Linked DNA regions of Danio rerio: region 1 is linked to region 2. Evidence: chromatin contacts called from public Micro-C data. All regions are on one chromosome and are shown on one strand. Each heading gives the region's core, a stretch centred on a gene start, on an enhancer-like site or on the middle of the called end of the contact. The rest is flanking DNA. Distances are from core to core; before and after follow the strand shown. Region 1 overlaps ptk2ab (protein tyrosine kinase 2ab). Region 2 overlaps ldlrad4b (low density lipoprotein receptor class A domain containing 4b).

Region 1 (6,197 bases), core at 2,536-5,035, 140 kb after region 2:
AAATAACTTTTTTTAAAGAAAAAAGCCTTGAAAAATGAAGACTATATTAAATCCCAATGATAAGCTTGGATTTAAGCACTGTAATACCTGACCATGAAGTCACAGACTGACTCAAACCAGTCCAGCATCCTCTGACAGACTGACCGCTTTCACCATCATTACTCAAGTCTAACGCTGACCTTTACTGGCATTTTACACTTCATACGGATCTCTCTGTTCAAAGAAAGTGACCAATATTCAGCACTTTTACCTCTACAGTCTGACTGTTTAAACTACTGAGCCTGATGGCAAACATAATGATTAATTCCTCGATTTGTTTGGACAAGAAAATCTTTTAGCGATTGCTGACAAAACATTCTGGGGAAACAGACAATGGACTTTGTAGAGCCTAGGCATTCTGTGCGTCAAACCCATGTCACTACATAACATTTCCTAATTCTTGCTTCAGTCATCACTAGAACACTGAGTTATTTTTCTGGGGAAGGTACAGTGTTTATTTATCTATTGTATTAAAAAAGCTGTTCGGCAATCATAAACGTGGTTCTATTTTTTTAAATCCACACTGACTTTCAGATTACACCATCAATCCACCAATCATGGATTCTAGCTAATTTCTTTATCAAACATGACATTATATTGACTAAACCTCAAACACCTTCAGCATCAGTTAAGGCTGTAATAAATGACATTGAGAGCGCAAACATTTACATGGTTTCCTGGATACAGATGTGCTACAATTTAAATCACTGCCAAATGTATGAGGGTACAGAGGGAACTATCTTTCACTACATATCAGAGTGTGCAATATGAACAAAAAAGATGATATTTTAGGGACATTTACTTATTTAATTACTTACTTTTTTGTTAATTTATTTACTTCTGTATTATTTTATTTACTTATATATTAATTTGTTTACTTACTACACTGTTAAATATGTTGGGTTACACAATCCATTTGTTAAACAAAATAAAAAAAAACAAAAAAAACGCAAAGGTAATTTTTTCAGCGTAGTTATTAACTTACTTATTTGCTCGCTTACTATATTAGGCTGGTAAATTTTAGGCTGTAAACTTGAATGTTTTTGGAATGACTACAATAAATACAATAAATATGACACAAAAATATAGAAGACGCGTACATGAATTAACATGCAATCTTCTCCCCTAAAACAAAACATACTGTATATGAAGCTGACAAAGCAGATATTTAACATGGATAACCTAATCGTAATATAATTTCCATATTTATATTCTGGTTTGTGATTAAGGCTCAATCCAAATTTTTTTTTTTTTTTTAATGGGATAGCACTACAATACCCACACGCATCATCATATGCCATCGCAAGCTCTTACTATATACGAGATGACGACTGCAACTGCTGTGTTTATCCAGTGGCATTATTTTCTAGTATTTATCTGCAAGAAATCACCGGAGGCAATGATATTTTGTTATCATAACTATATAATGTGGCAATAAGTTCGTAACTGAACTGTGTATTTACATCGTGGCCATCTTCTTCAATGTAAACACAAGAAAAAATATCAATATAATAGCAGACACTGTAAAAAGGTCATTCCCAACCACTACACTTTTCTGACAGGGTATTCCAGTGTCATCGAGAGACAGATGTGATAGTATGTTCTTTGTGGGACTAGTATACAGGAGTTATTATTACGGATTATCGAAATGTAGCATTTAAAAAAAAAAATTATTATCAAAACCTGAACACTGTTGTGAATTTAATAAAACACATGCTTGCTTGTTTTATTAATATTAATTATTAATAAAACCAAAAAAATACTAATTTGTGCCTCTCTTGACCCACAAGTGCAGACATGTTGCCGTTGTAGATAGTTTATTCTGGAAAATTTTCATATCTCTTGGTTACGAGTGTGGTCCTAAAAAATTCCCCTTAGCATCTTCAAGCTAAAGAGAATTGGGACACCCCTACCCATTCACAAAAAAGAACAAAATGAGGGGTGTAGGGATAAGGGGAAGGGCTAAGGGTAAGAATTGGGATTGGGCCAAACTGTGAAGTGTTTAAATAATTAGTTCACCCCAAAAATGGAAATTCTGTCATTAATTAGTCACCCTTATGTTGTATGGTGTTACAATGCCCCGAGACCTTCGTTCATTATGATATTAATAGATTAATTTTATTAATTTTAGATTTTCAATTAAATTTGAGAGCTCTCTCATCCTCCATTGACAGTGACAGTCCGTTCAAAGCCCAAAAAGAAACAAAAAACTTTGTTAAAACAATCCAAGTGACTTCAGTGGTTCAACTGTAATCATACAAAGCTCTAAGAACCAAATAAATTAATTGCAAATGCGAATTTGTTCACTTATATCTCCTCCACTGTGTCAGATCAAGGTTCACATTTTTGTACTACATACTGTAAATGTTCCAGGAACTTCATAAGATTAATGTTGAGCCACTAAAATCACAAGTAACGCTTTGCTAATGGTTTTGACTCCTTTTCTGGGCATCAAACTTCCCAGGACTGGTACTGTCTATGGACAGCGCATAGAATCACCAAGAGGCGACACTTCAGTGCAAATCGGGAAACAGCCACTAGTTGGCGCAGCGGCTATTTTGGAATGAAAACTCAAATAAAACAACAGCATATAAGTCTGTAAAATAAACTATTTAAAGTGCTGATGATTGTGATAGTAAGTGTTGTATTGTCGTCGTTCAGTTTGTATCTCAGCTTTAACGTGCTTTTTGAATAAATAAATGGAAAACAAAGCAGCTGCTTGCCATCACCACATCAATAAGATCCAATGGACAGCCGATTTCTTTCACTCCAAAATGGCGGAATCCGGGGCTGTTGCTGGGCGCTGCTGTTGCAATGGAACGTTCTATTGAGTGTCGCTTCTTGGTCATTCTAAGTTCTTTGCTATGGAGGAAGAGAGAGCTCTCTGATTTCATTAAAAAATATTATTATGTGTTGTGAAAATGAACAAAGATCTCTAAATTAAATTCTGTTATGAATTATGTCATTCCAAATGCTAAAGTTTTCTTTAAATAAAATATTATATTTTCTTACGTGAAAAATATTTTGCCAAAACTTGAATTTTGATATTTAAACATTAAAAACAAACAAAAAATAAATAAGACTAATTTAGAAATGAACACATGACCGAGTTAATGGTATTAACTGAAAAATACTCTTTTCCAAAATAAATCAAATAAATTTCAAATGTAATTAACTATTTGTTAAACCCTTAAAATTAAATAATATCACACTTCACCTCACATTCATATGCTGGTATTTGTGATAACGGCACTCTTGCTTGAGCGGTATTACTTACATAATATTAAAAAAATATATGTAAAGATATTTATTTTCTTGGATTGTATTACAGGGTCATTCTACCCGCATTCTAACAGGCTTCATCAAACAGTGAATTCTTTTAAATTTTCGTTTTTTCAAAGTGTTATATGATAACAAAAACTCACACAATCTTAAAACAACATATAACTTATATTATTAACATTATTAACACTATACATACGTTTACAATGTCACTTAACTATAACCTAACATGGAATTAATGTAGAAACTCAAGTTGCATTGCTGCATTAAAAAGCGTCTCTGGGATATTTGTGTTTAACTTAAGCTCATGGAAATATGTTGCGCTGTCAAATTTGTTTTTGTAACAACTTGGATGTTTTTGCTGAAGGCAGAAAAGATTCCTCGGATTATTAGGGAATCAGGTGTTTGACAGTCAGCTCTTTTTTTCCTCCTCTCCATAAGCATTTACGGGAACTGGTGGCATGTGTGGACAAGAACTGACATTTGGGAACGTAATACTATTGCATGAAGAAGGATGCAGAGTCTGTGTGTGTAAGTTTGTGTGTGTGTGTGTGTGTGTGTGTGTATTTCTGCAAAGATTAATGGGAGATAAACATCCGAGGATGTGTAATAATGAAAGAAGGAGAGTATGATTTTTCTCATAGCTGCTATCTAAACTATGAAATCGGGTCCAGACAGGAAGTGTCATAGACAGGCAGAGGGTGAGTCAAAGATTAGCCAGATTTAATTTACTCTAAAAGGTTATTCACAAAGTTCAAACTTGCACACACAGTTCAAACATTTGAGGGCTTTTTTAATGTTTTAGAAAATAGCTTTAAAAAGGTTGCAGTTATTTGATGTATAAATACTGCAAAACATCAGTGCAAACTCTTATTATCATAATAATAATTAATATTTCCTTACATTTATATATCACTTTTTTGGACACTTAAAGCACTTTACAGGGTGCCTTTTTGGGGGGTGGGGGTCTCTTCATCCACCACCAATGTGCTGCATCCACCTGGATGACACGACAACAGCCATATTGCACCAGACCACACACCACACACCTGCTGATTGGTGGAGAGGAGACAGAGTGATGAAGCCAATTATGATATGGGGATGGTTAGGAGGCCATGATGGACAAGAATATGAGGCAAGTGGGCAAATTTGGCATCTTTTTCGAAGGATATCCTGGGATTTTTGATGACCACAGAGAGTCAGGACCTCGGTTTAACATCTCGTCTGAAAGACAGCACTCACTGAGCTGAATAGAGTCCCCTTCACTATAATTGGGCATAATAATGGGACCCACATAGAGCGCCCCCTGCAGGTCCTACTAACACAGCTTCAGGCAGCAACCTAGCTTTCCCATATGGTTTTCCATCCAGGTACTGACTGGGCACAGCCCTGCTTAGGTTCAGTGGGTGACTATGTAAGAGTTGCAGAGAGCTAGCTGCCGGCAAATGACCAGTTTTATTACCAGTAATAATAGCTAATGTCCATTTTGCATCATGTTATAAAATGTAATTTATGCATGGCTCATTTTTTAATTAGTTCAGTCTTAAGCTTCACGTGATCCTTCAAAACTCATTCAATTATGCTAATCTGGTGCCTTTTTATGAAGTTTTTAATTCTTCTGTGGACAGTGTGATAAGGGATTTTACATTATTAAAAATTTAAACTGTGATAAGATTAAAAGGTTTATTGATTTATTCAAGGGCTGCACGATATTGGAAAGAACTGACATTGCAATGTTTTGTTTTTCTGCAATATAAATTGCAATATAAATATAACTTCACGAGATGACTTCAATAGCTTCATTTGGAAGGAATTCACTATTTTATATTGATTGGGATGATTTCGTAGAGCAAATAATCTGCATAAGCAAAAAAACAGTGTTTTCTGGAGAGTCTAACGGTATTCATTTTTTTAGGCTTAGTCCCTTTATTAATCTAGGGTTGCCACAGCGGAATGAAATGCCAGCTTTTCCAGGATATGTTTTATGCAGCGGATGCCGTTCTAGCTGCAACCTATCACTGGGAAACACCCATACACACTCATTTATACACTATTACCCAATTCACCTGTACCGCATGTCTGTGGACTTGTGGGGGAAACCGGAGCACCAGAAGGAAACCCACACCCACACGGGGAGAACATGCAAACTCTACACATATATGCCAAATGACCCAGCCGAGGCTCGAACCAGCGACATTCCTGCTGTAAGGTGATCGTGCTACTCACTGTGCCACCGAAAATAAAGAAAATAATTGATCAAATGTAAATAAATTACACTGCGCATAGTTTTCATTGTATAAAAATAACTACAATTAGTCCTTGATAAAACCTACAAATATTATACATTCTTATACACAAATGGTTTAATTACACTTGAAATCACACAGTGATAAGCCTCATAAACAAGCAAATAAAAAGCTTTCAATCTATTAAGGTTAAACTTCACAATGGCTTCACAATGTGGTTCCTGGTCAACTATAATCCTCACTCAAATTTCCTAATGGATGACTAATCTAAAACTGAACTTAAACTGAAATGACTTTGCAGATCCTGTAATGTGACTATTGGGGATTTCCATGTTGCGATATCGATGCTGAAATGATATATTGTGCCGGCATAATTTAATCCATATAAGCTAAATAAAGTATTCATTTTTCTTGAATAGAAAAAAATTCTGTGTCTACTTTATATGAATCAGAAGTTTTGTAGATTTTACAAAACATCCAGCTTCAACAGAAAAAACAGAGAACCAAATAAAATAAAGATCTTCAGCAAAAATATAACAATAAAAGTGCAAAAATAAAAGCAATCAAAACATCTAGGTGAGAGCAACTCTGCTGCTAAATCTGATAAAAATCTATACTATTAATTACAAT
Region 2 (5,817 bases), core at 1,228-3,727:
TGATGAAATACATGTGCAAGTTTTATTGTCGTTTAGGTCTATTTTTGTACTTTTGTAATTAGTGTAGAAAGAGATCATAATGGTATCATTTCAAAAAACTCCTCTTTGTAGCCAGTTTTCAAAAGGCTTACAATAAAACACGATTATTTTATTATATTAATTTTTTTTAAATACTCTTCATTTGTTCACCCTCAAGTGGTTCCATTTTTTCCCTCATAGAACACAGAAGATATTTTTAAGAACATTGAAAACTGGAAGTCATTGACTTTCATAGTGGAAAAAAAAAATGAAAATCAGCAGCTCCCGCATTCTTCTTTTGTGTAAAAAACAAAAATCCATCAGTTTGTAGTGAGTGAGTACGACGATCACTTTATTAAACAAAAAAGAGACTAAGCTTAGTAGCAGCAGCCATGCTTTTAACAAAGTTGTAATACACCATTTTGAAATTTTTGGGGGAAGTTTGTGAAAGTATTGAACGAAGATTGTTCCTTGAGATAGTGTTTGGATCTTACCGGCTGCAGAGAGAGATCCTGACTCTGTGCTTGACTCGGCCGGCTCAGGAATGACCACGTGGTGAGTTTGTAGTGGTTGAGCAGACACACGACCACCACCACCATCACAGTCATCACGACGATTATGATCACGATCTGCACAAACTCCAGTTCAGCTGCAACACAGAACAAACAGAAGAGCTCAGAACAGCAATTATGAACAGTTTCATCTCATTTTGCCCAAAAGATGGCAGCAGAGTCAAATCAACACCCATGACGACTATAGTTTCCCAAACTGGTGATATCATCTGGCCAAAAAAAAAAAAAAAAAAAAAAACAGAAAAGAAAAAAAAGAAAAGGTGAGAGCCATTTTGGTTTGACATAGAAAACAGGAAGAAAATAGAAGAGTTCAATGAAGGCTTCTAGTAAAACAGTGTTTATGTAAGATTAACTGTGTTAAGTTCAGAAACTGGATAATGAATATGTTGTCATGTTTGTCATTTGTTTTGCTAGTCTTTTTTTATCAATTAATAATCACTATACATTATATTTAGCTGGTAACAAGTTGTTACAGAATAAATATTTAGCATTCAAAATTAACAAAATTACTTATTTTACTGACTGCTTCTCATTTGAATTTTCATATGGCTTCAGGTGACTTGAAATATTTAAGGCCATATGAAATACATTTTAATTTTTCCCCTCCAAATTCAGTTTATTAATTTATTATTACTACCCCCTCCCCTCCCCCCACAGATTTGTGTACATTCTTCTGGATTTAATCCAGGTAAATATATTGTAGTTATCAACAAACATGGTAGAATTATTGTGCAATTATCTCCTAAACATACATTATTATTATCATTATTATTATCATCATCATCATTATTAATAATTATTATTATTAGTAAAAGAAGAAGAGGAAGAGGAAGAAGAAGAAGAAGAAGAAGAAGAACAACAACAACAACAACAACAATAATAATAATAATAATAATAATAATAATAATTAATATTGATAATACTAGCAATAAAATTACCAATAATAATTATAATTATTACTTTTTTAAATGTACATTTTACTGGAAAAATTTACATTTTTGTCACTGGTTTACAACAACCTGTCAAAATAAAAGTTTTCTTTAATTGAATAAAGATACAACATGCCATTTAAAGTTATTTTACTTTTTCCTCTTTCTAACTTAAATCTCTATGACAAACTAAATATTTTTAAATAATTTAAAAAAGCATGTTCATAAAACTTACCACAAAATTAACAAAACTATCATTTTTATGAGCCAATTATAAAAAAAGTTCTCTCAAAATTCATTTCCCCTCAAAGTTCCTCAGAGAAGAAATCATACAGGTTTGAAGCCATATGAAAGTATTTAAATGATGGCAATTTCTGGGTTAACTAAAATTCTCCTTTTATGTTCCATGTAAAAACGAACTACATACAGTTTTGGAACTACAGTGCTTCGGATATATAAGTACACCCCTCATAAATTTATCTTTTGAATAAATATCTTTAACAGAATGCGCTACAATTTTATATTTGTGCATATACATTAGATTAGTCAGTACTGAAGCCAAATCTGGAGTTCTGTTTTGTTTAAATGCACCAAAATACATTGCCTATTCACTGAGAAATGGATAAAAATATTCATTTTTAAAAAAATAGGCTGTACTCATTTATGCTGAGCACAGTAAATCTTCAGTTAAAAAAAAAAAAACTAAGTTTCTGTCATTAAATAACCAGAAGAGCTTCACAGCAAAAAGTGCAGAGGGTAAACAGCTTGATGGATGAAGAACACCCTGCTGGACTCTTTCAGTCGAGACCAACACTGGAGCTGCTCGGCTCTTCAGAAAACAGCCTTGCTAAAGCTCATCCAGTGGAGTAAAGCGAGCGCGGAATGAAAGAGTGAGCCGTGGCCTGCAGTGCAGTACTGCGGGATACTGGCTCTCACACTTCAAAAGAAACAAACACTTCTCTCCTTATTTAGGCCAGAAGAGGGAGAGTGAGCAGAGACAGAGAAACAGACACAGACAGGCAAGACAGACAAAGGAAGTGACAATCAGACAGGAGGAAGATAAGACGGAGAGAACGAGACTCAGATTGGTGAAACTGGTAAGAGCAAATCAGACTACAAACACAGAGCTGGCGGACTGGAACTGAATCAATACTGTACAAAAAAAAAATTTCACAAAAGGTTGAGACGCTTCTCTGACTTTAGATCAAAAATAAGGGCAGGTTTTTTTTGTACTGTGGGGATTTGAAAACTTTTGATCCATTTAAATTCTATAAAACCTCATTTAAACTGGGAATAAAGTACTCAGGGATGTTGGGAAAATGTAAAACAAACACATGTTGTGATGCTAAATTAATACAGATATTTAGAATTTAGCAGAGGTTCTAGGCCACTAATTGGATATGCATATTTTTGACTGACCTTTCCAACTTGTTTGTTAAAAAAAGAATTTAATTTGCTTTACAATTATCTTTTAATTAGAAACATGCACAGTAACAGCAATTTTTTTAAGTAAATGCATGGCTTTTGGTGCTCTGACATGAGCTCAAACATGCTCAGATGAAGAGGTTTTGCAGACTTTTGCAGTTTTGAGAGTAACATACCAATATAAAAAGAAACTCAGAGTCAGAACACCTTAAAAATGACAGAAAGCACACTAGATAGTAAGTTTAAGATGAGCAAGCGCTCAGCACTTCTGGGGAAAAAAAAGTTAAATAAAAAAAAAAACATTATATGGAAAAAAATGAATCCTTACAATGCAAAATCAGCTTCAATGAAACAACTAAACAAAACATAAAATGAGAAAAATGTGCAAGCAGAATCATTTTATCATATGGACTCGAGGCTTCTAGACCTCGTTGTGCTTAATATGCTCAGATTAGCTTTACAGACTTCAACTCATGCACCTTTTAAAAATAACCACCCAGAACACCTTGGCAACAACATGTAGTACATCTTAACAATCACATAGAACACCCAAACAAGACTGCGAAAGAAAAAGAATACATAATGGTTTCTAGCTGGATTAAGCTGTTAGTAGACAATTTCAGATCAGCAACATGTCTGCAATTAGTGATTAAACTGGTTGTTGGAGCATGGTAGCTCGTTAACCAAGTAATGACCTGCTTAGATAAGTTAATGACCAGCTAGAAACCAGCCACCATGTAAATCTTACATTTGTGATTACAGTTGGTTTTTGTGCAACGTTATCTCATGGCAATTCGTAACTTTTTGATTTAGTGGCTAATTCATATGATCTAATTCATATAATTTTCATGACTGAACTTGTATGAATTTATATGAGTTAGCCATTAAACTGAAAAAACGTAAAATAGTTACATGTCCTCGTCACATCAGACTGGCTGCTCCCATTATGAACACATGGTGACCAGAATGAACTTTATCATCATTTGAAGGTCAGAGGGTGCTCTCTTGTGCCAAACTCCAATAGTGTGGAAAAAGCCTATGGAGGCTGCTGAATAAAGATTTGACTGCTTCTGTTGATTCAATGTGACAACTACAACATTATTTCTCAGATGTACTGCTTTCAATACCTCAACTGAAGTTATGAAGTGAGTTTGGAGTAAAAACCATGCAATTTAATGTGGTATTTTCACGTTTTTTTTAGATGTAGGAGACATATTTACATCACAGAGCCACCGTTCACTGAGGAGCTTCACATAATTGTAGAATGATTATCTTCAATTTAATTGTTGCTTGATTAAACCGTGCGCTTTATTGCGAAGCTTGTCAGTGAACTCCGACTCTAAGAAGTAAATGCTGCTCCATCTGCAAACATGTGCTGGAGATTTACTACTAAAACAGAACCTGCTTTACTGAAAAAAAGTGTGCATGAAAATCATATCATCATCTATTAATTCTGCAGATTATATACTATAAAGTAGTATAAGTTTTAGAACTTGTTAAAATAGTTTGTATTGAAGCCAATCTGCCAAAACACCAGGATGAAAAATGTACAAATTTATTACAAAATAAAGCATATAAAATTCACTTCCACAGAAGATAACGAGCTGCACAATTTAAAGAAAAAAAATCTAATTGTGAAAAAAATCTGATTAAAATTGCAATTTAAAATGCAAATTACTATAAAAAGCTACAGGTTTGACGTGATGGTTTTAATAGTACCAAAGAAAGATCAAGCATAATCACAAAGTACAATACACTTTGCAAGCAAGTCAAAGATTCAGAAAGAGAGTTTACAGCAGTGATGCCCAAAGCAGGGCCTGTAAGCCAAAGTTGGCCAGACTCTGCCTTGGACCAATGAGGGACAGCTGGGAAGAGGGAAAGATGGAGTGCCACCATTACACTAGTTTTCCAATCGCACATGAGTACATGCATCAAAAAAATTAATAAACAATGGAAAAAAAACGTATAGCTGGTTAGTTTAAGATAGGCTATTCCATAAAACACCTTATAGGCTAGGGGTCTTTTTGCATTTGATTGCCCTTTTAAAAGTAAGGCTGTTGCATAAAATAATAAAGTAGTTTTAATTTAGTAAGTGATATTTCTTTGCTGCATCCTCGATGTTTCAATAATGCATAATAATCTTTACACCACAATAAAAACACTGCAGCCAGTAACTTCAGTTGTCTAGAATTTGTCAAGTTTAAAAGGTGTGTTTGTGCGTAGTGTGCTTTTAGATGCATGTATGTGTGTGTGAGAGACAGGATGAAAGATCGCTTGCTTGACAGTTCTGTCGAGCATCTGGGTTTCTTTCTTTCTTTATTTATTTTGAAGATAATACAAAATATGAATACAACAAAAAGACAAAACTTTACAAATTACGTGTTCACTTTTGTGGTGTCATATATCAAGATAAAATAAGCTATAGGCTACTGAAATCATTTAAAGACAAATATCGGATATAATAAAATCACATTAAATAAATACAGCAATATAAAACAAACAAAAGCTATAACAATTTAGGTATATACAATACAAATAAATTAAACCATTTTTAAGCTATTTTAAAATTTAATTTTAGAAAGGGCTTTAAAAAAAAAAAAACTCGCGCTGGCCCGTCAGTGGAAATGCGGCTATTGTAACCTTTAAATTGGCCTACCATTCCATCTGAGAGAAGCGAGAATGATGGAGAGGGTTGGGGCGAATGTCTGTAATACAGAGACAGTCATTCCTAATTTAGTGTAACCTTTTTTTTTTACGTAACCTCAAAAAATAAAGCAAACTGTAATTAAATGGTTCAATTAAATGTTGTAAATGAATCTGACACTCGGCGGATAGGGGACTACGCAGAAGACATGGGTAAGCAAATCAAGCCA

Evidence for each region. A called contact is a pair of places that touch in the nucleus more often than the background predicts.
Region 1: a Micro-C map of caudal fin shows a contact between it and region 2, with 6 times the contacts expected there. The contact joins two enhancer-like sites. A contact is called at or near these places in 2 of 18 Hi-C or Micro-C datasets (caudal fin and an unstated tissue).

The regions. Positions count from the first base shown.
Region 1 is chr16:33,997,741-34,003,937 of GRCz12tu, forward strand. All of the region lies in intron 22 of ptk2ab (protein tyrosine kinase 2ab), which reads right to left. Among named protein-coding and RNA genes, the nearest start is that of ptk2ab, 91 kb to the right of the region's middle. Within about 2 kb of position 3,786, at least 2 of the 62 cell types and tissues checked have an H3K27ac peak or open chromatin away from gene starts, as enhancers often do. A contact at or near this core is called in caudal fin, where this site is marked.
Region 2 is chr16:33,855,479-33,861,295 of GRCz12tu, forward strand. ldlrad4b (low density lipoprotein receptor class A domain containing 4b) reads right to left here. Exons shown (of 4, transcript NM_001326526.1): 2 at 513-667. Among named protein-coding and RNA genes, the nearest start is that of ldlrad4b, 18 kb to the right of the region's middle. Within about 2 kb of position 2,478, at least 8 of the 62 cell types and tissues checked have an H3K27ac peak or open chromatin away from gene starts, as enhancers often do. A contact at or near this core is called in caudal fin, where this site is marked.